Regions from separate parts of the Mus musculus genome. Here region 2 is linked to region 1. A link is a contact called in public HiChIP or PLAC-seq data. All regions are on one chromosome and are shown on one strand. Each heading gives the region's core, a stretch centred on a gene start, on an enhancer-like site or on the middle of the called end of the contact. The rest is flanking DNA. Distances are from core to core; before and after follow the strand shown. Region 1 overlaps Shc3 (src homology 2 domain-containing transforming protein C3). Region 2 has its middle 24 kb from the start of Gm52049.

Region 1 (4,903 bases), core at 1,415-3,914:
CCCTAATATCTCCAGGATTTTGATCCTGTATTTTTTTTCTTTCAGTTTGTTTATATGGTGGATTATATTTATTGATTATTGTATAGTAAGCATCTCTAGGCTGAAGCCTACCTGGTTATGGTGGATGATGTTATAAATGTGTTTTTAGATACAGTTTGCAAGAACTTTAGCATCTATGATCATAAGGAAAATTGGTCTGGAAATCTCTTTCTTTGTTCAGTCTGTATATGGTTTTGGTACCAGGGAACTGTGGCCTCATAAAATTAATTGAGCAGTGTTCCTTTTCTTCCTGTTTTGTAGACTAATCTTACCCTCATGTGTGCTGTGGAGAATCCCCCCATGGTCCAGGTCCTTCCTCCATGCTGTGTAGCTAAGTTGTACTTTGGGAATTGTGCCCCACCTCTAGGGATGGCCTTGGTTTTGCTGAGTCACTGTAATCCCATCTGTCTTCATGAACAAATGGTTGGCTGAGGAGCCAGGATAAGGCTTTTCAGTGGAGACATTCTCAGCGGCTTCCTCCTTGGGTCTTCTTGGTGCTCTCCAATGCACTCACTCTTGTATTAATTTTCTGCTTTCCTGGTGGTGCCTGTTTCTCTTTCCCAGCCCTGTTCTGATTGGATCACTGAACCATTTCCTCAGCCCATACAACTTCCAGGGTAGCCTCTGACCAGATTGTCAACATCAGCCCTCCTTCCTCCTGGCCAAGGAGTCCAGTCTAGGGAGTGAGGCCCAGGGACTGTGAAGCCAGTCCTCTGAAGGATTCTGAGGCATGCTCAGGTCTGAGAGCTCCAGTGCTAGGTATCAGTTGATTGCCTTTACTCTGTATGCATTATTGTGACAGTATGTGTCATGCACGCACACACTTGGGTGCAAAAATGTATGGGAAGACACACACACACAGACACACAGACACACACATACATACACACACACACACACACACATACATACATACACAAACAGAGAGAGAGAGAGAGAGAGAGAGAAAGAGAGAGATCACCACGAAGTCACAGTCTCTCTTAATCTTGTGCCTTAGGAGCCCTTCTCAGTGTTGAGTACAGTTCCAGGTGGGCGCCTGTCATTGAAGACCTTTCCTGAGCATGTTCGCACACACGCTGTTAACTCTAACTTGTTATGTAGTCTTCAGGTTTGTATAATTCTGAGGTATGCTTTACCTTTCTTTAAATAAGATGACTTGCGACCAGAGAGTGTCATTCCTGAGATCTTGTGGTTCACATCTTGAAGGTCAAACACAAGGGCTCAAGAGACCATGCTGACACCTCCGGGTGTTTGCCTGATGATTTAAGAGTGTTTCTCATAAGTTTGTACACTGGGAGATTCATTTTCAGTGTGGCAACGAAAGGAGGTGAGACCTTTACAAGGAAGCCTCAGGTCTGAGGAGATGGTTCAGTGGTTAGAGCACTTACCATACAAACAAGACCTGAGTCTAGATCCCCAGAACCTGCATAAACGCTGGGTGAGCATGGCAGCTCACTCGTAATTCCAGCCATAGGAGGTAGAGCCAGATGATTTCTTACTGTCTTCACCCCCCAAGCAGGCTGGCTAGTAAGACCATTCTCATAGGCAAGCTCTGGGTCCGATTTCAAGACCTTGTCTCAAAAGAATAAAGTGGAGTGAAACAGAGGAAGATTCCGGACATCAGTTTCCAGCTCCATACTTCTATGCACACACATACATGTGCATGCCCACACAAGTCCTCATATACATGTGAACATACATATAAGTATATATGCATACCACACACATATATGAAAAGAAGAAAGGCAGGGAAGTGGGCCCCAATGGGAGGTCCTTAGTGGGTGTGCTTTGAGAACAGGCTGAGGAGTCCCGGGCTCTCTGGCTTCCTGTTCTCAAAATTGAGCTCTTTTTCCTACCTGTTCTCCCAGCAGTACCATGTGCCATGAGGTGACATAGGCAGGTAGGACCATCAATCACCAGCGGCTGCACCATGCAGCTCGGATTTCTAGCCTCTCTCTGTCTGTCCATTTTTCTTCTTCCCTCCCTCTGTTTACCCCTCTTTCTCTGTCTCTTATTTCCTCTTTGTGCTTCTGTCTTTGTCTCTCTCTTAAGTTAGCCCACCTGAGGTATTTTGTTATCACAATGAACAACTGGCCAAAACCACCTCAGGGACAATGTAGGATTAGGCTGGGGCTGGACATGCAGAGCTACCCCACTGTCTGAGGAGGGGGAACATTATAATTTGAGTGACGTACTGTGGTTTACGGAGTGGGTTGTCATAGTAATTCAGAAGAGACTGTCGTGCCTTGGCCCTCTGGAAGTTCCAAGCAACAGGGAGAGTGGAATCAGTTTTAACCTTGAGATATCAGTTTTGAACATGGAAGCACCTTTGAACTTCTAGGTCTCCTGGAACTCATGAATACAAAAACCTTCCTCTTGTCCATAGACCCTGGTCCTTTTGTCCCTAATTCTCAGTCCCCTTAGGAGCTTCTGTAATTCATATCCTTGGGGGTCTTGAGGTGGCAGGACAGACCTGCTGTGGTAACCTTGCCCTGAAGCTGCTCACAGTGACAGTTGACCTCTGTGGCAGCACGTGCCTACCCGGGCCAGGCAAGAGTCCTCCGAGTCTGCAGACAGCGCCACAGTGAGTCATCTTTCCCAGCACTGGCTTGGCTTCCTGCCTCTTCTTTTGCTGGTGCAGTCAGCTCAGACTCAGAGCTGCTGATTCGGGGTCTACAGCAGGACTCTCACAAGAGAGTGTCTCGAGGTCTTGGCTGTTAACAGTCTCTCCCGAGTGGCCCTTCTTCTTTATTTTCCTCTTGCTCTGGATGAATTGAGGCTTTCTTTTCCAGTCTCTGCAGATCACAGCTCTTTCCCGATGGCCCCTATTTGATTTTTACCTCCACGCCCTCCTTATTACTTTGTTCCTTTCTAGCAAGCTAGCTCAGTGTATTTTGTCAACCTGCTTTCTGTGGCAGGAGCTGTGCCCACCTCTTTGTGTTCTTGCTTTTTAGCAGGTCTTAGTCAGAAAGCCAATCTCATCCGGTGCCCTTGAGTTGTTATTTTTAATAGTGGTGCTGTTTTTCCCCCCGGATTCCATCTATTTCCCAGCAAAAGCTCTCAGCAGTTAGATTGGGGTTGGAACTATGTGTGGGTTTGTGGAATGGGGGTGTGCTGCCCATAGAGCGGGAAGAGGGAGTCAGATACCCCGCCCTGTAGCTGGAGTTACCACTTGTGAGCCACTTGACCTGGGTGCTGGCCACTGAACTCAGGCCCTCTGCAAGAGCAGTGTGTGTGCCTAAACACAGAGCTCTCTCTCTCCAGGCCCTTGTTTGATTTTTTAAAAAAGATTTTATTTTTATCTTAAATTATGTGTTTGGGTGCATGCATTGGTGTGTGTGTGTGTATCTGTCTGTCTGTCTGTCTGTCTGTCTGAGGGTAGATTTGTGGACATGAGTGAAGGTGCCCTTAAGCCAGAGATGAAGACTGTACTGGCTGATTTTGTGTCAACTTGACACAAGCTGGAGTTATCACAGAGAAAGGAGCCTCCCTTGAGGAAATGCCTCTGTGAGATCCAGCTGTAAGGCATTTTCTCAGTTAGTGATCAAGATGGGAGGGTCCATTGTGGGTGGTGCCATCCCTGGGCTGGTAGTCCTGGGTTCTATAAAAAAGCAAGCTGAGCAAGCCAGGGGAAGCAAGCCAGTAAGCAGCATCCCTCCATGGCCTCTGCATCAGCTTCTGCTTCCTGACCTGCTTGAGTTCCAGTCCTGATTTCTTTCAGTGATGAACAGCAATGTGGAAATGTAAGCTGAATAAACCCTTTCCTCCCCAACTTGCTTCTTGGTCATGATGTTTGTGCAGGAATAGAAACCCTGACTAAGACAAGGACATTGCATCTCCTGGAACTGGAGTTACAAGCAACTGTGAGCTTCTGGACAAACTGACATGCAAACTCAGGTCCCCTGGACAAGCAGTACTTGCTCTTAACTATTGAGCCAACATCTCTCCAGTTCTCAATTAAACTGAAACTCAGAGACGATCACTGTGACAGACACCCTAGGGAACTAGAGCTGAAACGACCCTATGCATGATTTAAACTTCTATAGCCAGGCCATGACAAAGAAAAGAAATCTTGGAAGTTAAGATGGGGCTCCAGGTAGACAGGTGTCAGGCAGGAATAGAAGCTTGAATCTTCTGGGCTCTGGAGAGCTTGCAGGAGGCTTGAATCTTGTAAAAATTCCCTTGTGTACTGGGAAGGTAGTGTAATCAGTACAAGTAATGCATTTGCCTTGTAAGCACCAGGACCTGACCTGTACCCCAGAACCCACATAAAAAAGCAAGGCACTGTGAAATGCTGTGACAGGAGGATTCCTGACACACGCTGACTCGTCAGATTAGCCTGCTTGGCGAACTCCAGGTCAGTAAGAGACCTTGTCTCAGGAAAACCAAGGTGGGACAGTGTTCTGAGGGAATGAGCTGCAAATTTTCCTGTGGCTGTCGTGTGGATGTTAGGGACACACACACACACACACACACACACACACACACACACACACACACACACACACGCATGCAAGGGCCTATGTGTTGCTGAGGGTGTTGGCATTGGAAAGCAACACCTCTACAATTTAGCATTGACAGTTTGCAGCAACTTGTATGAAATCCTGGCTTGTCAAGGGTTGTACTGCAGGTTGAAAGCTTCTAGGCACTCCTGTGAGGGAATATCTTGATTAGGAGGCAAGACCCACTGGAAAGGTGGGCAGAAGCGCCCTTCTGTTCTAGGGTCCTGGATTACCTAGAAACAGGAACAGAAGCTGAGCACGGGGGCTGCCCATCTCTGCTCCCGACTGTGGACACAGTATGACCAGGCAACTGCTGCCGTGTCCTCTCCACTGTGATGGACTGTATCCTGCATCTATGAGCA
Region 2 (4,903 bases), core at 902-3,401, 89 kb before region 1:
CTGAAAACAGCCACAAGGGGGCGTATTGCTCCTAGTGTTTACCAGCAGCCCACTTTTAGAACTAGGATGACCCCGCTTTCCCTCCCTCCTCCTTCCTCTCCCCCCCTTCTCTCTCCCCTCTCCCTTCCCTCCTTCTTCTGAAACATGGACTAACCCCCAGTGTTAGTATTCCTTCTCTGCGTCAGATTCCAGCCTACCAAGTGTATAGCCATAGGCTCACAAGATTCCTATGGGGCGGAGCCAGCTCCAGTATCACTGGCTAAAGGACGCTAGGGTGGCAGAAAATAACCAGATTCTGCAGGACAGGAAGCAGAAGACATGGCAGGTTATCCTGCATATTGGCTTGTCTAACAGCTTTTAAGGTGGCAAAATAAACAAAACAACCCCAAAAGACTCCCCCAAACCATAAAGCCCAAAGATCCAAAACAAACCAACCAACCAACAAACCACTCAACCATAGCCAACAGGCAGAAAAACAGAAAAATAAGAAGGTACGTTTGTCACAATACTATGTATTTAAGATACCAGGAAATTGTGTGTTCTTCCTAGGAAAAAGGGCTCTTCAAACACTGAATTATGCACATTTAATATCAATATCTAACAAAGTTTACAATAGTTTTGGCTTGTTGGCACATTATAATTGGATGTGTTCCAGAATTTCAGTGGCTCAGTAAGACTGTAATCCATAGAGCTTCAGCTAACAGAATGTCTGTTCACTTAGATGTGTGTGTGTGTGTGTGTGTGTGTGTGTGTGTGTGTGTGTGTGGTGTGGTGTGGTGTGTGTGTGTTATTTTAGGATAAGTATAAAGTCTTTAGTTTCCTGGGTAAACAGAAAGGGAATTGTTTTTTTGTTTTGGTTTTTTTTTTTGTTTTTTTGTTTTTGTTTTTTTTTTTTTTTGTGGGTGTTTTTGCTTTATTGTGTTTGAGATGCAGTCTCATTCTAACCCAACCTAGCTCGTAACTGTTAGTGTGGCCCAGGTTGGTCTTGAACTCATGATCCTCCTGCCTTAGTGGCCAAAGTGCTGGGCTTGCAGGCACTGACCTCCACTCCCCACTAAGAAAAATCTACCTGTCTGATGTCTTAACAACTGGATCCTGTAAATTATGCATGTGTGTATGCATTATGTTCTTAAAGCAATAAGAACCAAAGAAGAATATTAAGACACCAATAAAAAGTAGCCATTCATCTCGTGACTCACAAACCAACACACGGAGAGACACTGCCAACATAGGCACAGCAGGAGACTGCAGCCCTCAGCATCCCACAGGCACACTGAGTTTGGCAACCGCCCATGCATACGGATGCCTTTGTGGGAGGCCCGGGGAGCTCAGCAGAGAGGCTTCAATACCTCATTAGAGGAAGGGGGTGAGGGTTGGGAGGAACAAGCCTGTCAAGGAGAGTAGATGAGGCAGGTTCACTGTCTCATAGGCCGGTCCCCATCTGCAGAACTCAGTGACAAGAGCATCCTCCTGCGGTGACTTCTCTAAGGAGGGAAAACAAGAACACAACGAATGCCTGGTTTCCTGGTCACGTGGGAGCCCAACAGGCGTGGTTCTGTTTTGGTCTACTCAAACCCTTTGCCTCTTCCTGAGTAAATAGCCTGGGGCTAGGCAGGAAAGGGGGTGGGGTGGGGGAGAAGGGGCGGGGTTCATAATGACAGGGTCTCGAATCCAACAAAGAATGATTGGTCATCCAGATACCTTGGAAGCTCTGAGAGGTCAGTCACATCCCTCCACCACTGCAGTTGCTCCTGCTAGAAGTCTAGATGGGTCTCGGGGAATTCTGTATACATCCCAATAGCTAGTGGTCTCCCATAAACTAACGCTGATAGTCAACTTGGTGGCATATAGGGTCACATAGATTACCTCCTGGGCGTGCTTATGAGGGACTTTGTTAAGTTAGCCTCTGGGTGTGTCTTATCTAGATTGGGCTAGTTGAGGTAAGAAGACCCACCCCAAGTGAGTGTGACATCATCTCGTGGGCTAGGATTCTAGACTTAAAAAAGAGAGAGTGAGGAGGGCACTGGCGTTCATCTGTTTCCTGACTGTGGCTGCCCTGCGACCAGCTGTCTTGCACCCCCTCTAGGATCTCCACAGTATGATGGACCAGCCGGTGAGCAGAATAAACTCCTCCTTCCATTGCTTTTGTTAGTCATTGCATCACGGAAGTGAGCGAAGAGTTGTCCAACACAGTGTGCATAAGCCTTTGTTTGTTGCCCCAAGCACATGCAGGCGACCAGCTGGACTTTGCCGAGCTGGGAGCAGGCTACTAACCTTGAACACTCAGGGCACCGTCCCAGGGAAAGGGAACAACTCAGAGCTTGGCTTAGCTTTACGAGATTCAGATGAGGTTTATATTTCCAAGGCATTTCCCAACTGTGAGCCAAAGGGATAAAGTCACAGAAAAGACCAGAGGGACTCCCAGAATCCCTAGCTCGGGTGAGTAGTGGATGCCTGTCTCTTTCAAAGCCATTCAGTAATGACTGGACACGCCTGCTTTTCCAGATGTGTCGGTAGCAACACAAGGCTTCAAGAACACGGAAAATCAGAAATGTCAGTGAGCTGTAAGGGAACACACAGAGGTCATTGTGAGACCACTCTCCATGGATGGAATGAGAAGTTCTGCAGAGGTGGAAACCTAAAAACAAAAAAGAAAACCAAAAATCCTAGAAGTTTTGGAACTGAGGAATGCATGGAGTAAGCTTAGAAGCATGATAGAGGTACAACAGCAGGCTTGACTAAGCAGGAAAACGATTCTGTAATCTTGAAAAGGGCCACTTGAAGTTTTCCCTTTAGTCAGAGAAAAGAAAATTCAGAATAAAAACAAGTGAAGGGAGCTTATAGATTTCTGAGACTTCCCAGTGTGGGCCGGCATGGACATTCTGGGAGTTCCACAAGGAAAAGAGAAAGATCGATCAGAAGAAAACTTGCTTGAAGAAATAATAGCTTCCAAATGATAAATCCCCAACTATTGAGAAAGATGTGGACACCAAAGCTCGTGAATTCAAAGCTTTTAAAATAAGATTACACTAAGATATATAGTGGTCAATTTATTAAAAGTCAGACAGAATTTAGAAATTACCAAGAGAAAAGATTCCTGCCACCTGCATCAGGACCCTCACAAGGCTATCAGCAGATTTCTCTGCAGAAGTCCTATAAGGGGAAGAGTGGAATACTGTGAAATCAATGACACACACATACACACACACACACACACACACACACACACACATCAGCTCTGAGGACATAGAAGCTGGATGGGGAAGACTTTCCTGCAAGCAGAAGCAGGAATGGCTATACTTATGCAAAGTAGGCTTTAAGTAAAAATCTGCCATAAGGCACAGTGGTCATTTGACCATGGCCAATGTGTGGAGCAAACAAGAATACAGGCAGATGCACTCACCGTAACAGTACAGAAGTGTATAAAGCAAGTATATCAGCAGAATTGAAGGAGCGTACAGACAGCAATGGCTCACAGTAGTAGTCTTTAACATCTCACTTTCAAAATAGATACATCATTGAGGAAAAAAAAAAAAAAAAAAAAAGCCGGGCGTGGTGGCGCACACCTTTAATCCCAGCACTTGGGAGGCAGAGGCAGGCGGATTTCTGAGTTCGAGGCCAGCCTGGTCTACAGAGTGAGTTCCAGGACAGCCAGGGCTACACAGAGAAACCCTGTCTCGAAAAACAAAACAAAACAAAACAAAACAAAACAAAACAAAACAAAACTCAACAAGAACTTGAATAACACTGTAACACTCAGACCCACAGACCTGACACACAGAGATTTCGCCCAACAGCAGCAGGATGTGTATGCTTCTCAGATGCAAACCATAGGACAGATCATACGCCAAAAAATTGATTTTGGTAGCAAGTTTAAGAAGATTGAATGCTGGTAACCCGTAGTCCCAACACATGGGAGGGTGATGCAGGAGGGTTGCTAGAAGTTTAAGGTCAGCCTGGGCTACACGGTGCATTCTAGGTCATCCTGGGCTACAGAGTGAGACACTGTTTCAACAAAAATAAGAACAGAAGAGAAGCTTGAGTACTTATCATATATCTTTTCTGGTCAAAATAGAAACGAGATCACCAACAAGAGGGAGCCTCTCAAGGGTGGGCCACAGACTCTTGAGCATCCTAAGGGTAGAAGATCCCGGGAAGGAAAGAAAAAACGGTATGAGGTGAGCAAAAATGAAACCACATCTTAAAGGATGCAACTTCAGAGAGGGGAATTACCAGTGACGTCTGCCTATATTAAGAAAAAGGAAACTTCTGGAATAAATAACTTGGCTTTACATATGACACCACAGAGAGTAAATATCATTGGTGGTTATCCTAATACATGCAGAAAATGTGTCTAATGAGACTTCTTTCTTTTTGAGGCCACAGAGGAACTAAGCCTGATGGGGGACATGGCAGATACCAAATGTTGGTGAAGAAACCAACTTTTCCGCACCATTATACCATTATATAAAACTGGGAAGAATCCTTACAAAGTTAAAAAAGGAATTGCTATGTGACCCAGAAAGCTCCAAGAAAATAAATTTGGGGATCTGATCCCTTCAACCTGTGTTCACTCATAGAGTTATTCCTGTCTAGACATGTGAGTCAATGTATGTGTCAATCGACGACTGCATGAGAAAATATCTCGTGAAATATTACTCAGCCTTGAAAATGGAGAAACCATTCCATGTATGAAGCCATGGCTAAGTGTGGTGAGCATGGTGCTAAGCTAAATGAGCCAGACACAGAAAAGATACAGGACCTTGGTTATATAGCCATCAAAATATATTGGCTCAAGAGAGCAGAGAGTAGAATGGGAGCTCGGGGGAGGAGGGATGAGGCTGGGACTGAAGGCGGTTCAGTTCCAGCTATGCAAGATGAGTGCATCCTGGATACCTAATGT

What was found. HiChIP or PLAC-seq counts read pairs in DNA pulled down with a chosen protein or histone mark.
Region 2: an H3K27ac HiChIP or PLAC-seq map of neural progenitor cells shows a contact between it and region 1, with 3 times the contacts expected there. The contact joins two enhancer-like sites. A contact is called at or near these places in 4 of 484 Hi-C or Micro-C datasets (bone marrow-derived dendritic cells, cerebral cortex, cumulus cells and 1 more), 3 of 115 datasets of contacts at active chromatin or transcription factors (embryonic stem cells and neural progenitor cells) and 1 of 9 other capture datasets (embryonic stem cells).

Annotation. Positions count from the first base shown.
Region 1 is chr13:51,524,387-51,529,289 of GRCm38.p6, reverse strand. All of the region lies in intron 1 of Shc3 (src homology 2 domain-containing transforming protein C3), which reads left to right. Among named protein-coding and RNA genes, the nearest start is that of Shc3, 43 kb to the left of the region's middle. Within about 2 kb of position 2,664, at least 51 of the 459 cell types and tissues checked have an H3K27ac peak or open chromatin away from gene starts, as enhancers often do. A contact at or near this core is called in cerebral cortex and neural progenitor cells, where this site is marked.
Region 2 is chr13:51,613,254-51,618,156 of GRCm38.p6, reverse strand. No RefSeq gene overlaps it. Among named protein-coding and RNA genes, the nearest start is that of Gm52049, 24 kb to the left of the region's middle. Within about 2 kb of position 2,151, at least 60 of the 459 cell types and tissues checked have an H3K27ac peak or open chromatin away from gene starts, as enhancers often do. A contact at or near this core is called in cerebral cortex and neural progenitor cells, where this site is marked.